Linked DNA regions of Pan troglodytes: region 2 is linked to region 1. The links are chromatin contacts, called in public capture Hi-C maps. All regions are on one chromosome and are shown on one strand. Each heading gives the region's core, a stretch centred on a gene start, on an enhancer-like site or on the middle of the called end of the contact. The rest is flanking DNA. Distances are from core to core; before and after follow the strand shown. Region 1 has its middle 210 kb from the start of TTC29. Region 2 overlaps LOC134809811 (a long non-coding RNA gene).

What was found. Capture Hi-C pulls out chosen DNA fragments and counts their contacts.
Region 2: a capture Hi-C map of stem cell-derived neural stem cells shows a contact between it and region 1, with 5 times the contacts expected there. The contact joins two enhancer-like sites. A contact is called at or near these places in 5 of 7 Hi-C or Micro-C datasets (blood, induced pluripotent stem cells, a lymphoblastoid cell line and 1 more) and 1 of 1 other capture datasets (stem cell-derived neural stem cells).

The regions. Positions count from the first base shown.
Region 1 is chr3:148,939,290-148,945,137 of NHGRI_mPanTro3-v2.0_pri, forward strand. No RefSeq gene overlaps it. Among named protein-coding and RNA genes, the nearest start is that of TTC29, 210 kb to the left of the region's middle. Within about 2 kb of position 2,657, at least 8 of the 24 cell types and tissues checked have an H3K27ac peak or open chromatin away from gene starts, as enhancers often do. A contact at or near this core is called in stem cell-derived neural stem cells, where this site is marked.
Region 2 is chr3:149,368,519-149,374,366 of NHGRI_mPanTro3-v2.0_pri, forward strand. All of the region lies in intron 3 of LOC134809811 (a long non-coding RNA gene), which reads left to right. Among named protein-coding and RNA genes, the nearest start is that of TMEM184C, 31 kb to the right of the region's middle. Within about 2 kb of position 2,648, at least 2 of the 24 cell types and tissues checked have an H3K27ac peak or open chromatin away from gene starts, as enhancers often do. A contact at or near this core is called in stem cell-derived neural stem cells, where this site is marked.

The DNA of each region.
Region 1 (5,848 bases), core at 1,407-3,906:
TCAGTATTTTCCCTTAGGCATTACTTGAATATTTTCCTTTTAGAAAGGGTTAGAAGTGCTGCTAATTGCCATTTAGGAAAGAGATTCTAAATGAACACTAACTAAAATAAACCATGACATATCAGAGTTGGGGATTATTAAAAAGACATTACCAAAGTGAGGAAAAACATAGACACCTTTCTTATGTAACACTGCAATGGCCATGGCATTACAGAACCATCCTTAGCTAAAGATTTGTAGATGCTTTATCAATAATACACTGAAGACAGAGGTTGAATGTTATCATTTTGGATGACTGGGATTTAACTCATTGGTAGACAAACACAGAGAGACTCATACATACATTCACACAAGTATGTACACACACCCCTAAACTTTACTTTGGCAAAGCAAGTGAAAGACACACAAAAGGGAAAATGATAAAGGCAAACTTTACATCTTTCCTAGTGTTGCCTAGACCCAGCCTACACAAATCTAGTTTTTTTCTTTTTAATCACACTCCCCTAACCCTGTGGTTCAGTAACAGCCATCTTAATATTGAGCTGTGGAACAAGGCTTTTTCAATCTGCTCACATGCCAAGATGTGTCAACAGCCAGGAAAAGTTATGGGCTCCATGTACATGAGTGGCTTTGCGGCAGCACAGGCCCTTCAGATCTCATCAGATCTCATCAGATCTCATCAGCTGGGCCTTTCAGAGCCCAGAATGAGAAGCCTCCTACTATTCAGAGGAAGGATAACAACCAAAATGTAAATAGCCTCATGTAGTTTTGTTAATTATCGAGAAAAACAGGCCCAAACTTTGTAGCGTTCTTAGTGCACTCATATAGCTAACATTTCTGAAAAAAAAAAAAAAACAATATATAGATTAAAGCACTAAGACTAAAACATACACTTTCACTCACTAGCCCAAGAGTTTTTGCTGTGACCTATGTATACAAAGCAGGAACTACTTTTGGCATCTGATAAAGGATTCATCCATGCCACAGAAACAAGTCTTGGATGTGATCTTTGTGTCTCACATGCTGAAGCCATCTTAGAGCTCACCATTCAGGCAGGGGGTAAAAAAAAAAAAAGGGCTGTGGCAGCACATCAGGTTCTGAAAGGGGAAAGGCCCATCATACAAGGAGATTGGCTCTTCTGCTTCCGCAGACATGGTTCTCATTATCCCTGATCCTAATTGTCAAACTATCAGGAATAGACTTGTTCTGGAGAAATACAGTCCTTATTTCTCAGTGGCAAACAGCACACAACAAAAATCCAAACCACAATTCTCGTTTTCATGGTTGCAGCCGAGGAAATTTCCCGTAACCTCTCCCTACCATGAAATTCAATTGTCTAAGTGATCCTAACTTGTACTAGTACACTGGTGGGAGTAGCCATTGCAGCCTGCCCAAATGGTTTACAAGGGCAAGATGGATGGGAAGCAGTTTCCAGCCCCTCATGTTACAGAAAGAGTCAGGAGTTGTGAGTGGCCACAGGCATCCTTGACCACTGAGGTACAACTGTTCATCTTTGAAACTGGCTCTGCTACAGGAACATTTTTAAGTGTGATACATTTTAAGGGACACAGTGGTTTACATTTTAATAGGCAAAGAGCAAAATGAGTAGTTTGTGTGGAAACAGACCTACCCAGCTAAAGTCATTTGCAGGCCTCTGCCAGTAGATTCTGGAATCCTATTTCTGAGCCCCCCTGGGATGGAAGGCAGCACAGCCACCTGACTGCCGAGGAGAGGTCTGTCCTCATCCATCTGTGTTTCCTGCCACTTTCTTCATTTCCTGCACTCTTGTCTGTTTACTCCATTCTCTCTTTTCTGGGCATTCAAAATACAAGTCTTTCTCCAATTCACCTGATTTCCTCTCTGGCTTTTCAGAGGCCACTACCAGCTGTTAGAACATCCATCTCCATCATGGTCTGAGCAACTGAAAGGAGAGGCTCACCTAAGCTGCCTGATTGAAGAGAAGAAATCAGGAGAAGGTTGAAGCAGCAGCCAGGTGGGAGAAACACCCATCTTAGCACTGCTGGCAAACCTGGAAACACAGTGATCCACCAGGTTCATCCCTGGGTCATTGGGCAATCCCCTCTGCCCTGGCACCTTTCACTGCTCTCATTCAATCAATGAACATGACCAAGTATCTATTACATGCATCAGGTCCCATGCTAATTGGGCGATGGGAAGAGGATAAGATGTAAAAGACCCAGTTCTATAAACTGTCAGCTTTCTGAGAGCTCCATATTCCCAGTATCTAGAACAGTAGATGGCACACCTTAGCCTCAAGTCAGTATTTGCTGTTTCAATTAAGTAACCCTAGTTACTGCCTCGGTAGAATGGCTTGATGCCCTGCTTGAGACCAGGAGTTACAGATTTTAGTTAGAAAACAAGGCTCTTCTCTGCTCTATTGCCAATCAGGGGCGAGTTTGTATCCTCAGAGGGCAGTAGCTGCATTCCTAGTATCATCTTTGCCTCATCCACCACTCTGGCACTGCACAAACTGAGCCCCGTAAAGCGCGGCGTTCCCTCCCTCCCTGAAGCGACGCCCCCTTCCTTCTCAGAGGGCCCCCTGAGCTGCGCCCCTCTGCCCCAGAGCTGTGCCTGGCGTCTGGCTGTCAGGAGGCACCGCCGCCCCTCCCGGCAGCTCCCGGCCGTCCTGAGGCAGGCGCCGAGCGGGGTCAGCGGGGAGTCGGGGCTCCCTGGGCCTGTCACTCAGCAAGACTGAGCCAGGGCTCCCTGACAGCCCTCCAGACCCTAGGGGATAACCGTGTCCGTGTCTGTCTGTGCATCAGATCAGAGGGAACGAAGCGCGCTCCCCCGCCTAATTCCTCCACTTCCCTGAAATGTCCACGAGTTCCTGCTAATGCTATTGTTTGCTTTTGCTTATGCACATGTAAGTCTTTGGTACACACACACTGTTTTGTTGTGGTTTTTCTTTTCCTTTCTAAAGCTAATAGTTTGTGGTGGGGTGAAGATACGGCTTTGGGTGTGGATTCAACTGGGAAAAAGAAATGCAAGCAGGATTTAGAAAATAATAAAACCACTTAATACATTTCCAGAACTGCAATTATTGCTAGTGAGAAAAAAAATATGGATAGCAATTATTTTTAAGTTCAGTGAATTGAAAAGATTGGAACTAGAATAGGATTTAAGTAAAGAAGAAATTCCTTCTCTAAACCAATTTCTGGTTGCTCAAAATGCCCAGGATAAACTAAAGTATGAAAAAAATGATGACTTCATATTATCAAAATATACACAGATTTCTGATTTGTTTTAAATACATTTTATACTAGTAAAATTCATTGATGGTAGAGAATGTTTTCCAGTTATTATAACTGATTTTAATTAAGCAGTTTCATATGTCTGGATTGTGTGTTTTGAGGTATCGCTCATGATCGGTCCACACGTAGATTTTACCATTTTAAATTTGCATTGTTTATAAGACAGGCTTTGTAGTCACGTAACCTGGGTTCACCTCCTCATGTAGCCACTTACTGTATCATGTTGGGCAAACTTTCTGTAGATTTTCTCGCCTGCAAAATTAGGGATAATAGTACTTCATGAGATTGTTGGAACATTACATTAGGTACTACATATGAAGACTAAAAACTGTCTCACACAGAATTATCACACAATAAATATTAGTTATTTATTTTTGCTAACTAATTCTGCTCAAATAAGAAAACTATGGGCCATTTAAAATAAATTATAATGTCAACATATTTTAAAAATAAAATATTAGGCCGGGCGCCGTGGCTCACGCCTGTAATCCCAGCACTTTGGGAGGCTGAGGCAGGTGGATCACGAGGTCAGGAGATCGAATCTATCCTGGCTAACAGGGTGAAACCCCGTCTCTACTAACAATACAAAAAAATCAGCCGGGTGTGTTGGTGGGCGCCTGTAGTCCCAGCTACTTGGAAGGCTGAGGCAGGAGAATGGCGTGAACCCGGGAGGCGGAGCTTGCAGTGAGCCGAGATCGCGCCACTGCACTCCAGGCTGGGCAACAGAGCGAGACTCCGTCTCAAAAAATATATATATATATAATTGTCCTATTTATATATTTTGGCATTTCTGAACTTTTTTGCAACATATATACAAATTCAAAAATAATTCATAGCTATAATATATAATTAGAATATATTGAAATGACAGGGCTCATTAGTAAGCTTTTAAACATTAATCAGTCTAAGATTTGGTTTGTAAGAGATCGAGAAACACATTCAAATCTCAACCTTATTTTACAGAAAAGTATTAATCTTGTTTATTTGAAGTCAAGGTCAATAGTATAAATTCTGTGGACGATTGATGAACCAATTTGCAAAGGACATGTCACTAATAGTCCCCTTCTTGACTAGAGACAATAACATAGACACCAGCCCCTACTTATGGTGGGATCAAAGGAGAATGTGTCATCTATCCAGAAATAATAAACTTATTTTCAATGCCAACTGTCTCACAGTCTATAATTTCATGTGAACCAAACACATAGCTATGATTAACTAAATCCTTCCACTTTTCAACTAGCTTTTGTACACAAACACATGTAAACACACAATACCAAATTAACTTTTAGTTGTGTGCTATTAATTCAATCACCTTGAAAACAGGTTTTTATAGAGTCAAAATAATAAAAATTTAATATAAATATTTATTCTCAAGCTTAGGCAAAGGGACACCCTTCCCATATCATTTTAAACAACCATTAAAAACAAAAATATTCCATGTGTTTCTCATAAACTCCCTGTAGCCTCTTAGACCTAATTTTATTTCCTTCATTTATATTATTCCCTTTTAATTACATGATCAATAAATAAATACGGATATCTGATGAGATCTGAAAATTATTTTTGAGGCTTTTAAGTTTACTTTTTAAGAAAACCTAAATCCTGGGAGGTAAAAATTTTGAAAATATTTGATCAGGAGATAAGGTATATCTCCATTTAAAGAAGTTCTGAAGACCAAAAAAAAAATAGAATTTTAATCCCTCTGATGTTCCCTTTTGCTCATGTTTAGAATCCATTTTTTCTCTCTGAAATTTCTAGATAAAATTCATCAGGTGGTGATTGCAGTGGTGGTTGTGGCGATGATGGTAGTGGTTAGTAGTTTTAAGAAAATATTTTTTGGAGACTGTGATGCTTGGTACACTTATTTAAAGCCCTTCATTCTGAGGAACTGAATTATAAGATAATTCCTTGGTAAGGAAGAAAGCAAGAGTGTCTTAACTGGCATAAGGAATGATCATCACAACCAATACAAAAGAACTTTAACAATCAATCAGCCCTGTACCAGTTCAGCCACTGCCAGAGGATACATTTTTCTGTGCTCCATTTCAGACTTGGTTAAGTCTGACCTGCAGCTACAGGTCAGAACCACCAGAGGTCAGATTTTTACACCCCACCCGAATAGATGCTAAACTTGAGTCTGAGACAGACAATGGTGTTTCTTTTCCTAGCACCTTTTCCTCTTCAATTTACCTTTATCACCACCAAATACAATATAAGAATATTATATATAAATACAAGAGACACATAGTTTACTTTCCTATATGGAAATGGCATCATGAGGAAAAAGTAAGGAAAAGGAGGAAATTAAGAAGACAATTATTTTAAGATGAAAGCTGGTATTAAGGAGGAAGGACAAAAACCAGTCTTCAAATCAATTTAAAAAGACAAAGAGAAACCAAAAAAAAAAAAAAACCCTATATAAGCATTCTGATTATCAAAATTGTATTAAGATGTCTGTTTTTATTCATAAAAATAAAGCTGATCTTCCCCAAAATGATAATACAAATAATATTGTAGTAGTAATACAGTGGTAGTGGTGGCAGCTGTGGCCACCAATATGTATTGAATGCATT
Region 2 (5,848 bases), core at 1,398-3,897, 430 kb after region 1:
CTTCCTTCATTTTGTTACATCTCCATCCCCTTCAGTTCAAACTGGCAGTGTTTCTGATCATATCATCCCATAAACTCTTTCTCAAACCATAATCCAGCCATACCCTTGGCATACTCTTCAGAACATGCTTTCTCGGTTTCTTGCAATATGAATAGGCTGATTGTTTTCCAAACCTTAAAGCTCTGGTTCATTTTTGCTTAACAATTTCTTCTTCATTCATCTCTCTTCTCTCACATTTGACAGAGTCTTGCTCTGTAGCCCAGGCTGGAGTGCAGTGGCATGATCTCAGCTCACTGTAACCTCCACCTCCTGGGTTCAAGTGATTCTCCTGCCTCAGCTTCTCAAGTAGCTGGGATTACAAGCATGCACCACCACACCTGGCTAATTTTTGTATTTTCAGTAGAGACAGGATTTTGCCATATTGGCCAGACTGGTCTTGAACTCCTGGCCTCAAGTGACCTACCTGCCTCTGCCTCCCAAAGTGCTGGGATTACAGGTGTGAGCCATTGTGCCCAGCCCACACATTTTTCTATAAGCACTCAGGAGGAGCGAAGACGCTCCTTCAACACTTTGCTTAAGAATTTCCTCTGCTAAATATGCAATTTCATTGCTCACAAGTTCTACCTTCCACAAAACACCTGAACACCATTCAGCCAAGTTCTTTGCCACTTTATAACAAGAATTTCCTTCCTTCCAGTTTCCAATAACATGATCCTAATTTCCATCAGAGTCCTCATCAAAATCTCTTTTTATATCCATATTTCTAGCATGCACCTGAAAACTCTTTCAGCCTCTACCCATTACTCAGCTCTAAAGCCATTTCCACATGTTTAGATATCTTTTACTGCCACACTTCACTTCTTGGTACCAAAACCTGTGTTAGTCTGGGTTCTCCAGAGAAACAAAACCAATAAGAGATAGAAATATATATATCCATAGTTAGAAATGCATACACAGATACAGATAAAAATATAAAGATATTTATTATAAGGAATTGGCTGATGAAGTTATGAAGGCTAAGAAGTCCCAAGATCTACAGTCAGCAAGCTGGAGACCCAGGAGAACCGATGGTATAGTTCCAGTCCAAGTTCAAAGGCCTGAGAACCAGGAGAGACAATAGTGTATGTTCCAGTCTGAGTCAAAGATGAACAGCAGAAGACCAATGTCCCAGTTCAAAGACAGGCAGGGAGAAAAAAATTTTCTGATTCAGTCTTTTGTTCTTTTCATGCCTTCAATGGACTGAGTGAGGCCCACCCACACTGGGGAAGGAATCTGTTTTGTCTACTGACTCAAGTGTTAATTTGATCCAGAAACATCCTCATAGACACATTCAGAAGTAATGTTTAACCAAATATCTAGGCACTGGGCACCCCATGGCCCAGTCAAGTTAACACATAAAATTCACCATTACACTAGGTCAGTCTTACCCCGACCTGCCTTCTTGTCCTTTCCTCACACGTGCTACACCAGGTTTGCCCTTTCATCCATTTTCACCAATAACCAATTTTTTTGTTTTACCCAATAATCAGGGACTTACTAGGCGACCCCTTAATTGCCCTAAAAATTACTAAGATATTGATGAGTGCAAATGACTTAACAATTACTTTTCCTATTTGCATTTCACCTGTACTTTACCTAAGGAAGAAAAAAAATTATTGTGGTAAAATACATATAACGTAAACTTACCATTTTAATAACTGTTAATTACCTTCACGATGTTCTACAAACATCACCACTATCTAGTTACAGAACATTTTTTAACACCCCAAAGGAAACCTTGTAAGCAGTCACTCTCCCTTTTCCCTCCCCTCAGCCCCTGGTAACCATGAATCTGCTTTTTGTATCTATAGATTTGCCTATTTTGGAGAGTTCATATAAATATGTGACCTTTTGTATCTGACTTCCTTCACTTAGTAAAGAATTTTAGCCTCCTTAGCTAGGGAAGGTGAAAAATGGAAAGGAGAATATTTTATGATATAAACATTTGGGAGTTATCTCTAAAACCTCACCAACTTTCTACATCACTTTTTACCAAGATTTGGGAAACTCATCTGTTATTCATCTGCCTGGACATTCTGCTGGGCGTTATTAACTCTTTCTGTGGAGGTCTGAGGCAGCCTGAACACAGGCTGGCACTGGGCCAGGATGGAGAATGTGTGGACACTTCAGGAGGCTCATTCTGCACCATCAAGAGGCCTTCCTTCCCTGAAAGCGACCTGGCAGGACCATGCAGGTCATAAGGTCATACAGCCCTGAGGGGCACAAGGATGCTGATCCCAGACACTTCAGGCCTTAATAAAAATAAAAGCAAGCACATCTCTGGCAGCAGAGTAAATTATTCATGGGATTTATTTTAAAAGAGAGACAGCTTTGTTGAAAAAAAAAAATAGACACCACATCAATTCCAAAAATCATTTCCAGAAGAAAATGTCTAATCAAATGGGAAATAGTGCATTCGTGGTTTGCACAGTACAGCAACCGAGTTTTTTAAAAGGGTCCCAGATTTGTTCAGATACTGGTTTCCACAATATGGGTAATCTGAAAGGATGCATAGCTTTATTGGGAATGTAGCACATGGATGGATGGTCAGAGACTACAAGTCTGCTGAAGTTTTGTGGGAAATGAGCAGTTTGGCAGCCCCCGAGTCTGGAGGGTCTGAGACTGGCATGCCAGAAAAGCTCCAGGTCTGTAACAGCCTCTTTAAAACCATGAAGCCCTTGGAGGCCCAGCTCAAGGGTTTCAGTCTGTGTCACAGATTTCATTTGCTCAGGACTCTCACAGTTTTTATGTGGTTTAACGAAGTACCTAAGCAGAGGCTTTTTTTTTTTTCTTTTTGGCTTTGCCTTTTTCACCAATTTCCATTTTTATTAATAACCAAACATAAATATATTACAAATATTTTTACCTTTTATTTCCATCTTGTTACTGTTTATGTATTTGCTAAGATCAAAGTCTGGATTCATCCTCTAACAAGTTCATGTTGTTTTCCTGCTTGTTTCAAAATATGGACCCCGCAGCCTTTATAATTCTATTCCATGATGACTGGCTTAAATTTAATCATATACACAAGCACTGCAGTAACTCGCTAAACAAATCCATGTGAGGATAAAAGGAACATCACAGGCCTGATCTGGGCACAAAGGCCTTTGTATTTTTCTCATTTTGTTTTCAGAAGTTTCTGGAGCCTGTAACTGAACGCAGCAGACTCTAGTTAAAAATTCACCATGATTCCTTTTTAAATAATAGCATTTGTCTTTTGATGAGGTCTCTCAGCTCAAAAGGATCCCTATTTCACATTATAAATAGTTGCTGTCAAAAGACATGACTGTAAGACAATGACACTGGGTTTGAACAAATATACTTGAATTTATCCATACAAATGAATGATGTCCCCATCAAAGTAGGCAGCAACATTCCAGCGATTTTCAAAACAGTTTTGAAACTCCAGTTAGGAACTTTCTTCCTTCACACACTACGGGAACTGCTTTGAATGTCAGGGTAGTTTTTTAAAAATATTTTTTTTCATCAGGGTAAGTTTCATTTTTGGAAACAACCAAGCCATTTAATAAGGCAGACGGTAACTGACTGGATAGAAGTGCTGTAGCCTACAATATAATGAGACTAGCTTTTACTTTGATTCCTTAATTAGCCCTAAAGGTAATTCCAAAAAAAGTTCCTAAAACGTTTAGTGCAATAGCAGTACAGTTGAAAGAAGTGTCTAGACTCCCAAAGCAACTTCTCTGAAAAGGATGACATTCATTTGAACACACGGATGTATTTCTTAGAGAAAAATAGGCCATCCTTGCCTTGCTTGATTTTCTCAAAAACTCTATGTTATTGGTGGCTAGCTAAGGGAAGTTGACTATTTTCAGCTTCCTACAGTATCAAATTTTATTTAACAATTCATTTTTGAAGTGAATAGAAGCACAAAACCTGAAATACCTTCATAGAACCATGCCTTAGTGACCTATTCCAAAACAGACTTAAAACATTCACAGGCGTATACAATCTGGAAATCAGTGTATATTCTATGCACAACTGATAAACATAAATATACATATGAATATATACTATACATAAATTAAGATAAATAATAAATTAAACATAAATGTAGTGATAAATAAATATGCATATGGATATTAATTAAATATACAAAATATTTAAATGCCAACTCTACCCACCTGAATTTTACTTTTAATTTCAGAGTCTTGATTCCAATGCTAATTTCATTAAGCATGTCTATAACTGGGTTGCAAGAATGGTATATGCTGAACGGTAAATGCTGTACAAATTAACTTAAACAAGTTTGGCGTTACATTCTCATAGAGGTATTTAATATGGGTAAACTGGTGTTTTGTGTGTGTGTGTGTTCCTGTTGATGAAGAAAGGAGGAAGGAAAGTATCGCACATTGAATACCTATTGTACACCAAGGGCTGAACATGTTACTATTTAAATGCTCTCAACATCTCCGAGCTAAATATTTTAATCCCCATTTACAGAAAAAAAATAAAAAAATAAAAAACTAGGCTAGAGAATGTAAACAGCAGAATGCTGGCATACCATTGGCAAGTGGAGAAAACGCATTTAGAATTAGCTGATCAATGGGTGGAGAAAAAAGCCAAAGGCCACACCCATGTGTTTAGAAAATGAAATGAAAGTCTCTTCCCAGAGAGAATCTTTTTTTCCCCAAAAAACCTGATGCTATCATTTCCCTTAATTTTTCATTAACCTCAATAATTCTTTGCCATATTTTTCCAAAAATGAAACAGGACTATTACCTCCCAATGTGGGAAAATAAAATGTTCTATGAATTTTTATCTTGTTATTTATACAACAAGCCTTTGAAAACCAGTTAAGTGCTTGAACCAGTTAAGTATTTGGGTGGGACATTTAAAAATAAATCAAGCTAAATAAAGAACTGTTAAAGTTCATAAAGCAAAGAAAAAGTTATAATCCTCAGCTGAAAGATACTAGGAGACATAGCCATCTATGGGGGTTAAAGATTTAAATTTAAAAATCATAATAATAAAGAGAAGCTCCTTCAAATAAATGCAGGAGGAAATTGAGAATCAACATCAGGACAGCTCATTTGACCTTAGAGATATATTTTACTGGTGACTTTCTGGTTTTCAAAACTGTTTCTGATTTTTTTAACTTGTTAATGGCTCCAATTTGCCAGCATATTTCCCAGTTCCCCTGTATTCCACTCAGTAAATCTTGTTCATTTTCAGCTTTTATTTTCTTGTTCAGTCCCTAATAACGGACAATTTGTAAGGAAGCAAACTAAAACACTTGGATTAAATAATGCATTTTTTTCATTATGCTGATGGGTTCATTTTCAAAACAAATGTAAGCTTCATAATTTACTGATATTTCATGATTTTTACCTTATTTCTGTGAGGATTTCATTCCCATGGACTTCTGTCTTTGCCATTGACAAAACTCCTAATAATACCACCCAAATCCTAAAAGGGGTTAAACTTCAAGTGACTGATGTTCTGAAAGTGACATGATCAAAAAATAGTCTCATCCAGAAATTTAGATTTGTGACTTAAGTTATCAGAAGAGTTTCCAAAACTCCAAACGGCCTGCATTAATTCTGGCTTTTTTGGTTTTCTGTTAGTCTGCCTCTGTTTTTATACTAAAAGGGTATACAGAAATTTGTGTGCATTGCTCATCCTGAGTTGAATTCCTATGAAGTAGAGCTGAGTACAGAAATGTCTTTCACTTCAAAGGGCATACTGTGGGGTGCAAAGAAAGGCAGGCTTGGGTCCTTCCAGCCAAACATTGCCCTCTGGCACTCATGCTCAACTCCCCAGGGATACAAGAGGGCAATCTCCGGCCCTT